Regions from separate parts of the Sus scrofa genome. Here region 2 is linked to region 1. The links are chromatin contacts, called in public Hi-C maps. All regions are on one chromosome and are shown on one strand. Each heading gives the region's core, a stretch centred on a gene start, on an enhancer-like site or on the middle of the called end of the contact. The rest is flanking DNA. Distances are from core to core; before and after follow the strand shown.

Evidence for each region. Hi-C and Micro-C count contacts between places; a contact is called where the count stands out from the background.
Region 2: a Hi-C map of heart right ventricle shows a contact between it and region 1, with 3 times the contacts expected there. The contact joins two enhancer-like sites. A contact is called at or near these places in 2 of 47 Hi-C or Micro-C datasets (epiblast stem cells and heart right ventricle).

Annotation. Positions count from the first base shown.
Region 1 is chr6:88,098,465-88,105,835 of Sscrofa11.1, forward strand. It overlaps TINAGL1 (tubulointerstitial nephritis antigen-like), which reads left to right. Exons shown (of 12, transcript XM_005665158.3): 4 at 3,200-3,292; 5 at 3,485-3,599; 6 at 4,686-4,809; 7 at 4,895-5,045; 8 at 5,147-5,336; 9 at 5,447-5,492; 10 at 5,749-5,872; 11 at 7,018-7,063; 12 at 7,144-7,371. The coding sequence ends at 7,284. Among named protein-coding and RNA genes, the nearest start is that of TINAGL1, 6.5 kb to the left of the region's middle. Within about 2 kb of position 4,162, at least 30 of the 83 cell types and tissues checked have an H3K27ac peak or open chromatin away from gene starts, as enhancers often do.
Region 2 is chr6:88,461,269-88,468,639 of Sscrofa11.1, forward strand. No RefSeq gene overlaps it. Among named protein-coding and RNA genes, the nearest start is that of PTP4A2, 33 kb to the left of the region's middle. Within about 2 kb of position 4,778, at least 55 of the 83 cell types and tissues checked have an H3K27ac peak or open chromatin away from gene starts, as enhancers often do.

The DNA of each region.
Region 1 (7,371 bases), core at 2,912-5,411:
GCTGGTACTGATAGGGTGCCTCTGGACATTGAGGGGTTAACACTCTCTCCCATTCCCTTCCCTGGGGCCTGGCCACCCAGGCCCCCTCTGGAATGCTGGGACCTGCTGCCACCAGCCCTGTCCAGACCTGCTTGGACAGCCCTGGGGGCAAAGAGGGAGGGGGCAGGAAAGGACTGACCAACCCACTGCCCTCCCAGGCCAGCTCTGGCTTTGTTCCCTGCACTTGACACCTGCGGGAGGGTGTGAGGGCAGTGTCTGTGGGCCTCTCAGGCTGTGTGAGCCCTCGAGGGATACTTCGAGAGTCAGTGGGGGAAGGGGAGGACAGGGAGAGCCTCCCCTACCCGGCTCCACCCCTACGGTCGCCTGGGCCCTCCCTGAAAGCACCCTGCAATTCCTGGGGCTGGAGAGCCCAGTTGGTCCCCTTGAGGCTCCTTAAAAGGCAACATTGGAGGAGGGAGCCTCTGGGCTTGGAAGCATGCCGCTTAGCATCTTGTCATAGCAGAGTTATGAACTTGTAAAAGCATCGTAGAATTCATAGAATTCAACTGTTCAGTCGACACCTATTTATTAGCGACCTACTATGGGCCAAATGCTGTGCTGGGCCAAGGAGAGGCAGCCAGAACATGGCAGACAGTCCTTGTCTCTGCACTGGAGCCTCTAGATTAATGGCGAAGAACCACATGCACAAATACACGTGTCATCACAACCTGCTCCAGGTGTGATGGGGAAAGGAGACTAATGAGGGATCCTGGTTTCGAGTGGGGTGGGGGTCGGGGAAGGCCAGTCCAGAGGGGACATTTATGCTGATACCAGGGAGATGAGCGCATGAGTGGCCCAGGCCCAGGAGCAGGGAACATGGGGGGAACGGCTTGTGGAAAGACCAGGAGGTGGAACCAAGCTCCTTGCAGCTGGAGCTGTGAAATGGGCGAGAGGAGGCTCAGGCCATGTTCCAGGGGTCTCATAAGCTGTGCCAAGGGTTCTGCATGGTTTTTTTTTTTTCGTCTTTTGTCTTTTTAGGGCCACACCTGCGGCATATGGCAGTTCCCAGGCTAGGGGTCGAATTGGAGCTACAGCTGCTGGCCTACACCAGAGCCACATCAACGCCAGATCCGAGCCATGTTTTCGACCTTCACCACAGCTCACGGCAATGGCAGATCCTTAACCCACTGAGTGAGGCCAGGGATGGAACCCGCAACCTCGTGGTTCCTAGTTGGATTCGTTTCCGCTGAGCCACGACGAGAACTCCTGCATGTGGTTCTAAGTGTTGTGGGAAGCCACTTGGGGAGCCCACAGTCCAATGTGTATTGTTCAAAGATTTCTCTGGCTTTAAAAGAGGGGTATGTGTGTGTGTGTGTGCATGTCCTGGGGTGGGGAGGGAATTATAAAGAGGCAGGGAGCCTGGTTCCCACTGCCATGGGCCAGGTGAGAGGGGATAAGGGCCCAGAGTAAGGGGATGGTAGTGGAGAGGCGAGAGGCAGATGGCTTCAGAGGCTTTTGTGTGCCCGGCTGATAGGGGAGGCTTTGGTGGGGGTGAGGGGTGGGCGGTGGGGAAGACACTGCAGACCACAGAGTTCTGGCTTGAACACCTGGGTGGATAAGGTGTCCTTTTCTGAGTTGAGGATGTTAGGGGAGGAACAGGTTTGGAGGAAGGCAGTTTGGGCCGTTTTAAGTTTGAGATGCCTTTCACGCACCCAGAGGAGATGTCAGGAGGCCAGCTGGATTGGAGTCTGAAACTCCAGGGGGCGGGGAGTTGGGGGTTCCTGTAATGAGAACAATAATGATAGATAACAATTCTTGAGCACATAACATGGGCCAGGCCTTGAGCTAAATACTTTGCAAGCTCACCATTTAATCCCTGGACGTTGATACTATTGTTATCTTCATTTTACAGACACCATTGAGGGGGAGTTTTGAATACCTTACCTAAGGTCACGTGACTCGCGAGCCAGGATGGGAACTCAGGATTCTGGACTTTAGAATCCATGCACTTAGTCACTTCACTATACTGCCTCACTCACTCACTCACTCATTCATTCCTTCAACAAATATGTATTGGGTACATACTAGGTGCTAGGTTTTGTTTTCTAAGCACTGGAGATACCAAACAATACTTGCCCTCAAGGACCTTAGAGTCTACGGGCAAACAGATATAAAAAATATAAATAACTAAAGATGTAATATGTCAGATGGTGATGACAGGCTGGAAAAAAATGAAACAGGGAAGCAGAGTAGGAAGGGTGGAGGGGGCTGAGATAGCATGGCCAGGGCAGGCCTCTCTGAGAAGGTGACATGTGAATAAGGACTTGGAAGAAGTGAGAGTGAGCCCTGAGGATGTTGGAAGCACAACTCAAAGGCCAGAGCGTGGCTGGGGTCAACAGTCAGGGGACCAGCCTGGTCAGGGCCTCGAGAACCAGGATTTGGAGAAGAGGGTCAGAGAGGGGACAGGAAGACAGATCGTGCAGGGCCTTGTTGGCGCTGGAAAGGCTTTGGCTCTTATTCCGTGGTGTGAAGCCAGTGGCGGGTTTGGGGACAGGGGAATGACATGATATGATTTGGGTTTAACAGGATCGCTTGGGCAGCTGCGTTAAAAATATACTGAAGTCGGGGGGGGGGTGGCACGGGCACAGGGCAGAATCGGGGAGAATGGTGAGGAGGCTACAGCATGATCCAGGTGAAAGGTGATAGGACCACAGGGGCTGCAGGAAAGAATGAGACGTGGTTTGCAATCTGGATGGGTTTTTTTAAGGTGGTGTCAACAGGATTCACCAATGAATTGGGTCAGCACGTGAGAGAAAGAGTCAGGATGCCTCCCAGGCTTTTGGCCTGCGCTCCAGGAAGGATGGAGTGACCGTTTCCAAGGACTGTGGGAGAGAAGCCTGGGAGCAGGGAAGAGCAGGAACTCAGTGTAGGATGCGGCAAGTGTGACCTGTTAGAAACCACCCCCCCCGCCCCGGTGGCGATGTTGTGCAGCAGTAAGATGCGTGAATCTGGAGTTTAAGGAGACATCTGAGAAGCAGCTATACACTTGAGAATCATGAACTTGAAATTGACATTTAAAGTCACCAGGCTGGATGGGATCATCTAAGGGACCTCTCATAGGTGCTGATGCAGAAGTTCAGGCTCATGTTGACCTCTGAGGCTCCTCCCTTCAGAGGATACCAGCCCTGCCTCACCTCCTCCTCCCCTCCTGTTCTTCCAGCACCTGCCAGGAGAAAGGGCAGTGGGAGTGTGACCAGGAGCCATGCCTGGTGGACCCAGACATGATCAAGGCCATCAACCAAGGCAACTATGGGTAAGAGGCCCTGAAGATTTCCCCAGGGGGCACACATGCACGTGCATGCACGTACACACACACACGTCCTGCCAGGCACAGATATTATTCACGTGCATACTTAGCTAGTTAGGCATCTCTCTCACTCACATTCGCATACCTCCCAGACCCCCAGTTTTGGCAGGTCTGCCACTTCTGTCCGCTCTCTTTTAGGTGGCGGGCTGGGAACCACAGTGCCTTCTGGGGCATGACCCTGGATGAGGGCATTCGATACCGCCTGGGCACCATCCGCCCATCTTCCTCCGTCGCCAATATGAATGAGATTCATGTAAGTCCGTTCTTGCCCATAATCCTGCCATCTCCTTTTGGCCTAGGACCCCAGGGACCCTGGCGCCCTGTCCCCCTCCCAATAGGCTGTGTGTCGCTAGACAAGTCACTCCCCTTCTCTGGGCCCTCAGCTTCTGCCCATACCAAGATGTGCCGCACTGCAAGAACTGATGCTCACATTCTGAGTTTTGTGGTCCCGGCCTCCGTCCCTCCCTGGCCTCCTCAGCTTGGGAAAAATGTCATTGGTCCCACTACGGCTGGGTCAGGGCCCAAAGGGCCAGGAGGTCATCTTGGTATTTTGGGAAGGAAAGGACGGACACTCCTCCAGCTTTGGCCAGGGAGCGGCGATTCTCGGAAACAAATGCCGCCTCAGTGGAACCCCACGGGAGGAGGGGCTTCTTCATTCCCACCACTGGGACCCTCTAGGGGGAGAAACGGGAACCAGACCCAGAACAGTCACAGGGTGAGGACGGGGTGTTTCAGCGGGACAGGGCTGGGGCACATACCAGAGGCTCCGTCCAATGGCAGGCAGGGGAGGAGGTGATGGCTGGCCGGAGTGGCCCTCCCCACAGGGGGGAGTTCAGTTCAAGGCTGGGGTGGCCAGACCCTGCCCTTGCCCTTACTCCCCTGGGCCTCTGGCTATTTTCTGCCTTTTGCTGTTTACCTTGGCAGCCAGCCCAGTCACGGGACCTGACGGCTTCTTCCCTCCCCTGCCCTCTGGGGCCTGAAGCCCAAGGTCCTGGCGGGAAGAAGGATGTGGCAGATCAGAAGGTGCAGAGGAGGAAAGAGGCAGGAGTTGAAAAAGGAAAGTGGGGGGACCCTGGCCTGGCCACTTCCCTGTTCCTGGCTTCCGTTGCCGCACCTGTAAAGCAGGACTAGTCATCCCCTGACCTGACACCAGGGAACATGGTGCCTGGGTCTTCCTCCTGAGTCAGTGTGGAGGTTGCTAGAATCCCTCAGAAGCTGGAGGACTCAAGATCAAATGGCAGAAGGCCCTGGACTCTTGGGAGACCTCCAGTGTCTCAGGCCCCCGAGGGGTAGGCGGGGACAGAGGCAGGAGGCAGACAGAGTGACCTTTGCCTTGCAGACAGTACTGGGCCCAGGGGAGGTGCTGCCCAGAGCCTTCGAGGCCTCTGAGAAGTGGCCCAACCTGATCCACGACCCTCTGGATCAAGGCAACTGTGCAGGCTCCTGGGCCTTCTCCACAGCAGGTAGGTCCAAGGGCAGAGGCTGGCGAGGTGGGAAAGGAGGGCCAAGGCCTGAGCCCCTTGACAGCCCCTCTACCTCCCCCACCAGCTGTGGCGTCAGATCGAGTCTCAATCCATTCTCTGGGGCACATGACACCTGTCCTATCGCCCCAGAACCTGCTGTCTTGTGACACGCACAACCAGCAGGGTTGCCAAGGTGGGCGTTTGGATGGTGCCTGGTGGTTCCTGCGACGACGAGGGTGAGCAGCAGAGGGCGTGGGCAGGGAAGAGGGCATGAGGGGGGGGGCCTAGGGCTGCCCCGGGCTCACTCTGTCCCCGCCTCCTCCTCCTGCCCCTCCAGGGTGGTGTCTGACCACTGCTACCCATTCTCTGGCCATGAGCGGAATGAGGCTGGCCCTGCACCCCGCTGCATGATGCACAGTCGAGCCATGGGTCGGGGCAAGCGCCAGGCTACTGCCCGCTGCCCTAATAGCTATGTCCACGCCAATGACATCTACCAGGTCACTCCTGCCTACCGCCTTGGCTCCAATGTAAGTCTGTGCTTGGGTAAAGGGGCAAAGGCAGGAGAGCTGGAAGGCTGGCCAAAGGCTGGAGCCTCACGCCTGATGGATGCTCTCCTCCCTACCCCCTCACCCTCCAGGAGAAGGATATCATGAAGGAGCTGATGGAGAATGGCCCCGTTCAAGGTAAATGCCTCTTATCCTGCCCCCTGATTCCAGAAGCTTGGGCCTGCTTGAGGCTGGGTGCAAGTGGTCCATACAGCATTGAGCAGCCAGTCCACTGGGGCCAGGAGTGGGGGGACCATGTCCTCTCCCCATGGGCGGCACCTGGAGGGGGCACTTGGTACCAGAGGCCCTGGGGGCCGAACATGCATCTCCAGGCTCAGGCATCGGTGCCTGTGCTGATGGGCTGAGCCAGCCCCACTTTGACCTCTGCCTACAGCCCTCATGGAGGTGCACGAGGACTTCTTCCTGTACCAGAGCGGCATCTACAGCCACACACCCGTGAGCCACGGGAGGCCGGAGAGATACCGCAGGCATGGGACCCACTCGGTCAAGATCACAGGGTGAGGGACTCGGTGGGCAGGGGGGTTGGAGGCAGCAGGGCTTGCAGTGGGGGCTCTAAGCCTACCTTGGATCCTAACCATCTCTCTCTGCAAAGCTCCATTTCAAAGCAGAGGAAACCAAGACTCAAAAAGAGAAGGGAGGAGGGGTGGAAGGGAGTTCCTGTCATGGCTCTGTTGTGGTTAAGAATCCAACATAGTCTCTGTGAGGATGCAGGTTCAATCTCTGGCCTTGCTCAGTGGGTTAAGGATCTGGCGCTGCTGCAAGCTGCGGTGTAGGTCACAGATGTGGCTCGGATCCGGTGTTGCTGTGGCTTAGCATAGGCCTCAGCTGCAGCTCCAATTCAGCCCGTAGCCTGGGAACTTCCATATGCTGCAGGTGCAGCCCTAAAAAGAAAAAGGGAAAAAAAAAAAAAAAAAAAAAAGAGGAGGGACCTGGAGTTCCCTGGTGGCCTAGTAGTTTAAGGAGCTGGTGTTGTCATTGCTATGGCTTGGGTTCTATCCCTAGCCCAAGGACTTCTGCATGCTGTAGCGTGGCCTTAAAAGAAAAAAAAAAAAGAGGAAGGTCCTTTTTGAGGTGTTCTAGGAACTGCTCCCTTCCTGGCACAGTGGAACAGAAAAATAACTCTTATGAAATACAGACAAGAATTCAAGAGTTGCTCAACCTCTCCCCAGCTCAGCATCTGTCCCAACTCTGCCTGACTCACTGACTCACTCCCCCCAGCCCTCAGTTTCCCCAGCTCATATAAAGGGAGGTGCTAGAGTTGCTGATATCAAGGGTCCAACCAATGAAATGTACTTTGTATCCTCCCAGGTGAGAAGGGAGGGCAGGCAGATGTATGAGGTCCCAAAGAACTGGTCCGTGAGATGTGGTCCCTGAAGGATGGGGGGCCCAGTTTCCCTCCTTTTTCTGCTCCCCTCTCCCAGGTGTCCCTTGGGGGCCTTCCCCATCCCCACCCTGGGCACAGGTACACAGACTTAGAGATGTGGAGCCTGAGGGAGGTGCAGAGAGGGACAGAGACCTGCCCAATCTCGAGGGTGCACCCAAGTCACCAAAGGCGACAGGGGCCTGGGTGGGGAAGGCCCTGGGTCAGAGCTCCTGAAAGCAGGTGAATCAGTGCCCTTCCCCCTCCGGCTCTGGCCCGCAGGTGGGGCGAAGAGACGCTGCCAGATGGAAGGATGCTCAAATACTGGGTGAGTCCCTGCGCCCGCCCGCCTTCCCCTCCTCCTCCCTCGCTCCCATCGCCCTGCTCACGGCCCCTCCTCGTTCCCAGACGGCGGCCAACTCCTGGGGCCCAGGCTGGGGCGAGAGGGGCCACTTCCGCATCGTGCGCGGTGCCAACGAGTGCGACATCGAGAGCTTCGTGCTGGGCGTCTGGGGCCGCGTGGGAATGGAGGACATGGGTCACCCCTGAGGCCGCGGGCACCACGCTGGGAAGAGCCCCCTGTGGGGCGGCAGCCTCCGCCCCCCCGCCCGCTTGCCCGACGGAGCTCTGGCGCCA
Region 2 (7,371 bases), core at 3,528-6,027, 360 kb after region 1:
TGTCAGCCTACACCACAGCTTATGGCAACACCCACCTTAACCCACTGTGCAAGACCAGGGATTGAACCCTCATCTTCACAGATACCAGTTGGATTCGTTTCTGCTGCACCACAAGGGGAACTCCTTAGACCTACCTTATTCTTTTAAAGACTGCCCTCGTAGTATGGCTGAACTGTAATTTACTTAACGGTATCCCTAATGATAGATACTTGGATTGTTTACATTTTTTTTTTGCTAATACAAGCAGTTCTGGAATAGACATTTTTACACATACATCTTGAGCCCTTTTAGGGGAATTCTGTGACATAAAACCATGTCCCTGATCAAACTCACAGAAAGTGCTTAGGATAAGTACACATTATGTAATGTGTTATTTTCATGATTATTATTACCATTATTTCAAGATATCATTAGTCTGGTAGGTAGAAGTTGATCCCTTCAGTCAACAACTTTTTTTTTTTTTGGGGCTGCACCCACAGCATATGGAAGTTCCTGGGCCAGGGATCAAAGGCAAGCCACAGCTGTGACCTATGTGACAGCTGCAGCAACACCAGATCCTTAACCCACTGTGCCACAGCGGGAACTCACAGTCAACAATTATCGATGAGCTTCTACCATGTGATGGGCCTGAGGATCCAGCATGAACCGTTGTAGACCTGCCCTCAGGAACTGGCCGTCTACTCCTTGTTGGATGTATCAACCAGCGATTGCAACACTGTGAGATAAAAACTATCAAAGCGGGAAGTGCAGGGGAGAAAAGGGAGCACATAGGAGAGATAATAACCAGTCTGAAGAAGGGCAGGTAAGAGAGGGAGATGAAAAAGAAGTAACAGTTTGAATTATCCAAAGAGGGAATGTAATGAGTACCCCACCTACCGGAGGTATCTGGGCAGAGGCCAAGACACCATCTCCAAGTACTACTGGTAGGAACCAGGAGTTCCCATTGTGGGAAAGAACTCAACTGGTAACCATGAGGACATAGGTTTGATCCCTGGCCTCACGGTTAAGGATCCAGTGTTGCCATGAGCTATGGTGTAAGTCAAAGACGCAGCTCAGATCCCAAATTGCTGTGGCTGTGGCGTAGGCCACCAGCTGTAGCTCCGATTCCACCCTGAGCCTGGGAACTTCCATATGCTCCATGTGTGGCCCTAAAAAGCAAAAAAAAAAAAAAAAAAAAAAAAGGAAAAAAAAACTACTGGTAGGAACCAAATCAGTGCTTTTATTTAGTTTAAAGGACAGGCTTTCATCCTGAGAGTGTACCCTTCCTGCTTTTTTTTGGTATTAACATGTCCTTTCTATGATGGAAGATCATGTGAAAAAAAGAATGTATATAAATGTATAAGTGCGTCACTTTGCTGTACAGCAGAAATTGACAGAACATTGTAAATCAACAATAATAAAAAATTTTTTTAATAAAAAATAAAATAAAATAAAAGGTCCTTTCTTTCATGAAGCAGGGGTTGTAGCTGATGGTAGCTGTTTTTCACTGATGTTTTTGTTTGGCCAACCTAAAAGCCAGCAACCATATCTGGATCTCCCTCCTTACTTTATAAACTTCTGAGTATTGATGACATCTGTAAGTCTTAAGACCTCTAAGCCAGGTGACTTCTAAAGCTCTTTCCATCCTTGTGGTTATAAGATTCTCTGCTCGCCAGTGATTATGGCCTGAAGCTAAATTAGGTTTGCATTCTGTGAGCCAAATATTTTTCAACAGACATGAGGTAAAAATAAACACATAAGTATGTGAGTAAGTAAAAGAAAGAAAAACAATTTGGTACCCTCTCAAACACTTTTATTTCTTGGTTCCCAAACCACATCAGAGTACCTCAAGTTTTCATATAGACTTGCTTTCTTGCTCCCAGGAAATGAAGCACCGAAGGAGAAAAACCACAGAAATAACAGATAGAAGTGATATGGGAAAAATCAATTTGGTGCAGTTTTCACAAACCTTTAAAAGAGAGCGATTTAAGTGATGATGGGGTTTCATGGCCAGCAGGGACAGAGCCTCTGCTGGTGTTTTTCTGGCATTTCTCTGAGGGCATGGGAAGGGGAGGATAGTGATTTTTTTTCTCCTCCCCTTCCACTTAGAAGAAAATAGAAGCAATGAAAAGCAAAAGTCTCCTGTAAGGACCCATTAAGAAGAACAAATGAAATGCGGTTCCCCTGTAGCCAGAAATCATAAACCCTCAGACGGGCACCCGGCAGGACTTTTCTGTGATGCTGCAGGAACTGAGTATTCACCAGCACACCTGGCACTGCTGTTACCATGGAAACGCCTCACCTTTTACATTCCTTGACTTGGGAGTTGAGACTAGTTCAGGGCACATCTGAGTTTTCATGTTTCTCCTTGGCTTCTGGAAAAGGAAAGGGGAGGAGAAGGAAAGGATTCTAAATCAGCTGACTCCTCCTGCTCTGGCTATTTGTTTTGCAGCTTGTGTAACTAGGCCTCGCTGGTGACAGGGGCCTGCAGCAGGGTGAGGGACATGGCACTTTGGGCTCCCCAAAGACCTAGGTTCAAATCTCAGCTCCTCAATTGAATCCATTTATGCATTCCAACAAGCCCCTCGCTGGACCAGGCACTAGCTGGAGAGAGGTGACAGAATAGCCAGAGTTGGCCCTTAGAGAGCTCGCAGCCCAGAGCAAAAGCTGGGTCAGCAGATGACCACATGCCAGTGTGACAAGTGACTTCACAGAGGCAGGTGTCAGTTCTATCACAGCCCAGAGAGGTGACCTTGCAGGAGGAAAGAAAAATATAAGCCACACTGCATTGAAAAGAACTCTCAGGAACACCCTAGCAAGAGGCCCTGCCTCTTAGGCCCACAAGCATTCAGCATGAGGGCCTCAAGTTCAGGGTGACAACATTTGAGATTTGTACTCTGACCTCAGTCAGGCATGTGAACTCACTTTCCTGAGCCTCAGTTTCCCCATCTATGAACCAAAGCTAGTAGTAAGTACCCTGCTCCTGTTGAGAAAAACTACATTAATTAATACATAGTGATGAATCATAGAACAGACAGACCTGGATCCAAGCCCTCACTCTCTAATGCCCAAGTGAGAAATAATTCTGGACTTTAACCCCTTTGAGGCTCACTTTCCTTACCCATAAAAGGGCAACCATAATCATAAAACTCTTAAGGGTGAAGCTGATGGGATATAACAGGTGAACCACTTAGTACTAGCATACAGTAAAATGCTGGTTACTTATTTTATTTTATTTATTTTTGCTTTTTAGGGCTGCACCCATGGCATAGGGAGGTTCCCAGACTCGGGGTTGAAACAGAGCTACAGCTGCCAGCCTATACCACAGCCACAGCAACATGGGATCTGAGTGCATCTGCAGCCTACACCACAGCTCACCGCAATGCCGGATCCTTAACCCACTGAATGAGGCCAGGGGTCAAACCCACATCCTCATGGATCCTAGTCATTTTCATTAATCGCTGATCCACCAAGGGATCTTCTTTTTAAGAATTTGTTTGTTTTCATTTGGGGATATTTTGGCTGTGCCCCCAGCATGTGGTAGTTCCTGGGCCAGGGATAGGACCTGTGCTGCAGCAGTGACCCGTGTCGCTGCAGTGTAAATGCCAATCCTTACCCCACTGGGCCACAAGGGAACTCCAAAATGCTAGTTGCTTCATATTACAGAAGCTGATCCTCTGGTCTAGCGCCTGTGTGTCCTTAAGTCCGATATTATTATTATTATTTTTTTGCTTTTTAGGGCTACACCTGTGCCATATGGAGGTTCCCCAGGCTAGGGGTCGAATCAGATCTACAGCTGCCAGCCTACACCACAGCCACAGCAACGCCCACTTAACCCATTGAGCAAGGTCAGGGACCGAACCCACAACCTCATGGTTCCTAGTCGGATTCGTTTCCGCTGCGCCATGACAGGAACTCCAAGTCCGCTACTACTGTTATTAGTGTTCCATGGCACTCAGGAGGCACTGTGTAAAGATTACTTTCCCAGTCTCTTTGGACCCTCTCCTCAGACCAGACCACCTCTGCATCCTCTCCAGCTTTCAGATGTGTTGGCCTCCCAGACCAAGGAGGGCGCGGGTGAATCTGCATCCATCTCAGCACCCCCTTTTCCACCTTGGTTTTTGCCTCTCTCCTGGACTGAATGACGAGGGGAGAGGGCCTGGGCCTGGCCCCCAGGGGCTCCTCTGGGGACGGAGATGGGAAAAGGCAGGGAATGCGTCAGCCCTGATGCAATCGCAGGCTCATTGCTTGGCCCACGTCCTCCTCTTTGGGTGTTTACCGGAGCCTGGATTCCACAGGAACCCTTGGACGTGTGCACGAACAGTGGGGGCGGGCAGCACACAAAATTGTCCCTGCTTTGGGGACAGTTTAGGGAGAAAGTGATAGCACGCCCGCCTGGCCTCACGCACCCTGGGCTCAGGAACACAAAAGAGATACCAGGTGTCGAATCCAGAGGGAGGGGCAGGGAAGACAGGCTCGAGGAGGGGCACTAACCACGGGCTGCTGCCAGGGCCGGCTTCCAGACCAGCTCCGGGAGGCCCCATGAATAGGTCCTTTATCCCTGAGCTTAGAAGCTCAGGAGAGGGCCCCCTGAAAGGGGGTCTCAGGTGACAAGGAGCCTCAGAACGAGCCAAGAGGATCCTGTGCCTTCCTTCCCAGGAGAAATCCTCGCTGGAGAAAAGCTTGTTTACCAATCCTTTGCTAAGGATCTTCATTTGAGGGGCCCCTCACCAGCCCCGCAGCCTTGCTGGGTCACCTAGAGACACTCTCAGAAGCGCAGAGTCGCACCGGGTAAAGAACACAGGCTTTTGGCAGTCACTTCTCAGAACTTCCAGTTACTGGCTGGATGCCCTAGGCAAGTGACTTCACCTCTCTAACTCTCAACTTCCTCGTGTCAAAGGGGATAATCAGAGTAGCTGACTTCAGAGATAAAGTCCTTAGGCCCTCAGAACAGGGCCTGATGAGGGCGAAAGTACTCAGGAACAGTTACATATTGTTATTGTTATTAAGGCACAGCCAGAGGCAGAGAGGAAAAGGATCCCAGCCACAGCTGCTTGCTCCCTAGCCACACTTTAGAATCCCCTCCTGCTTCCAGAGACTTCGTTCTCTTCTTTCCCCCCCTTGAAGATGGGGCCTAATTGTCCTTCTTTCAATATCTAATGACTGTTTCCCAGTTAGCAGGAAAGCATCCGAGCACTCCTCCCCCAGAGGTGTGAAACCCAGTAAGCAAAGCTTGCTCAAGCTCCTGAGTCATTCAGCAAAACCAGCCCAAGATAATCAGTGGATCAAGGAAACCAGACGCAGAGTGGGGAAAACCCAGTAAAACCCAGCCCCAAAGCCTGGGCCTCCTCGCAGGGCAACACCCTCTGCTCGCCCCTAGGAGGAGGAGTTTTCATTCGGGTTCCACAAACAAGCCAGCACCTGGCCCCTGAGTCCTCCCCAGGCCCTCCTGTACCCAGAACAGGACCTCAGCTACGCCTGGGTCTCTAGCCCACAGCCAGGCCTTCCCATGGAAACTTCTTTGACACAAACTTTATCTACCCCCCACCCCCCCAGGCTTGTACCTGTAGCATATGGAAGCTCCCAGGCTAGGGGTCAAATTGAAGCTGCAGCTGCTGGCCTACACCACAGCCACTGCAACACCAGATCCAAGCTGTGTCTGCAACCACAGCCTTTGGCAATACCAGATCCTTAACCCACTGAGCCGGCCAGGGATCGAAACTGAATTCTCATGGATACTAGATAGATTCTTTACCTGCTGAGCCACAGCGGGAACTCCCAAACTCTTTTTTTTTTTTTTAATCTTTTTCAGCTGCACCCATAGCATATGAAGTTCCCACGCCAGCAATCAAATCTGAACTGCAGCTGCACCCTACACCACAGCTGGGGCAATGCCAGATCCTTAACCAGCTGGGACACAGCAGGAACTCCAACATAATCTCTTTGCCCATGGACAAATTTTCTCTTTCCTGCCACACCCCAGTCCTAGGGAGAGTCAGCACCCTGCCTCCCATCCTCCCCGCCCACTCATTTCTTTGGCCCAACCACTCCACTCCCATTACACTCATCAATGACCCCTTAGTTGCCAAATCTAAAAGACTGTCTCCAGGCCTTTCCTTCTTGCCCTCTCCAAACACTAACTGAAACAGCCAAGACATGGAAATAAACTAAATGTCCATCGACAGGTGAATGGATTAAGAAGATGTGGTATATATACACAATGGAATACTACTCAGCCATAAAAAAGAACAAAAGAATGCCATCTGCAGCAACATGGGTAGAACGAGATACTCTCATACTAAGTGAAGTAGTCAGAAAGACAGACAAATACCATATGATATAACTTACATTTGGAATCTAATATATGGCACAAATGAACCTTTCCACAGAAAAGAAACTCATGGACTTGGAGAACAGATTTGTGGTTGCCAAGGTGGGGAAGAGTGGGATGGACTGGGAATCTGGGGTTAATAGATGCAAACTATTGCCTTTGGAATGGATAAGCAATGAGATCCTGCTGTATAGCACTGGGAACTATATCTAGTTACTTGTGATGGAGCATGATGGAGGATAATGTGAGAAAAAGGAGATATAGGAGTTCCCGTCGTGGTGCAGTGGTTAACGAATCCGACTAGGAACCATGAGGTTGCGGGTTCGATCCCTGCCCTTGCTCAGTGGGTTAACGATCTGGTGTTGCCGTGAGCTATGGTATAGGTCGCAGGCGAGGCTCGGATCCCGCGTTGCTGTGGCTCTGGCGTAGGCTGGCAGCTACAGCTCCGATTGGACCCCTGGCCCGGGAACCTCCATATGCCAAAGGAGCGGCCCAAGAAATGGCAAAAAGACAAAAAAAAAAAAAAGAGATATATATACATATATATGTATGTGTGTGTGTGTGACTGGGCCACTTTACTGTACGGTAGAAAATTGACAGAACACTGTAAACAAAGTACAATGGAAAAAATAAAAATAATTTTAAAAATAAAATAAACACTAATTGGAGTTCCCGGTCGTGTAGCAGGTTAAGGATCTGGCATTGTCCCTGCTGTTGCTCAGGTCACTGCTGTGGTGTAGGTTTGATCCCTGGCCCCCGAACTTCTGCATGCTGTGGGCACAGCCAAAAAGAAAATAAAATTTAAAAACAGGAATTCTGGAGTTCCCGTCATGGCTCAGTGGAAACGGGTCTGACTGGCGTCCATGAGGACACAGATTTGATCCTTGGCCCCACTCCGTTAGGGATCCAGCATTGCCGTGGGCTGTGGTGTGGGTCCCAGATGCAGCTTGGATGCCATGTTGCTGTGGCTGTGGTGTAGGCTGGCGGCTACAGCTCCGATTAGACCCCCTGGCCTGGGAACTTCCATGTGCCGTGGGTGCACCCTAAAAAGACAAAATACA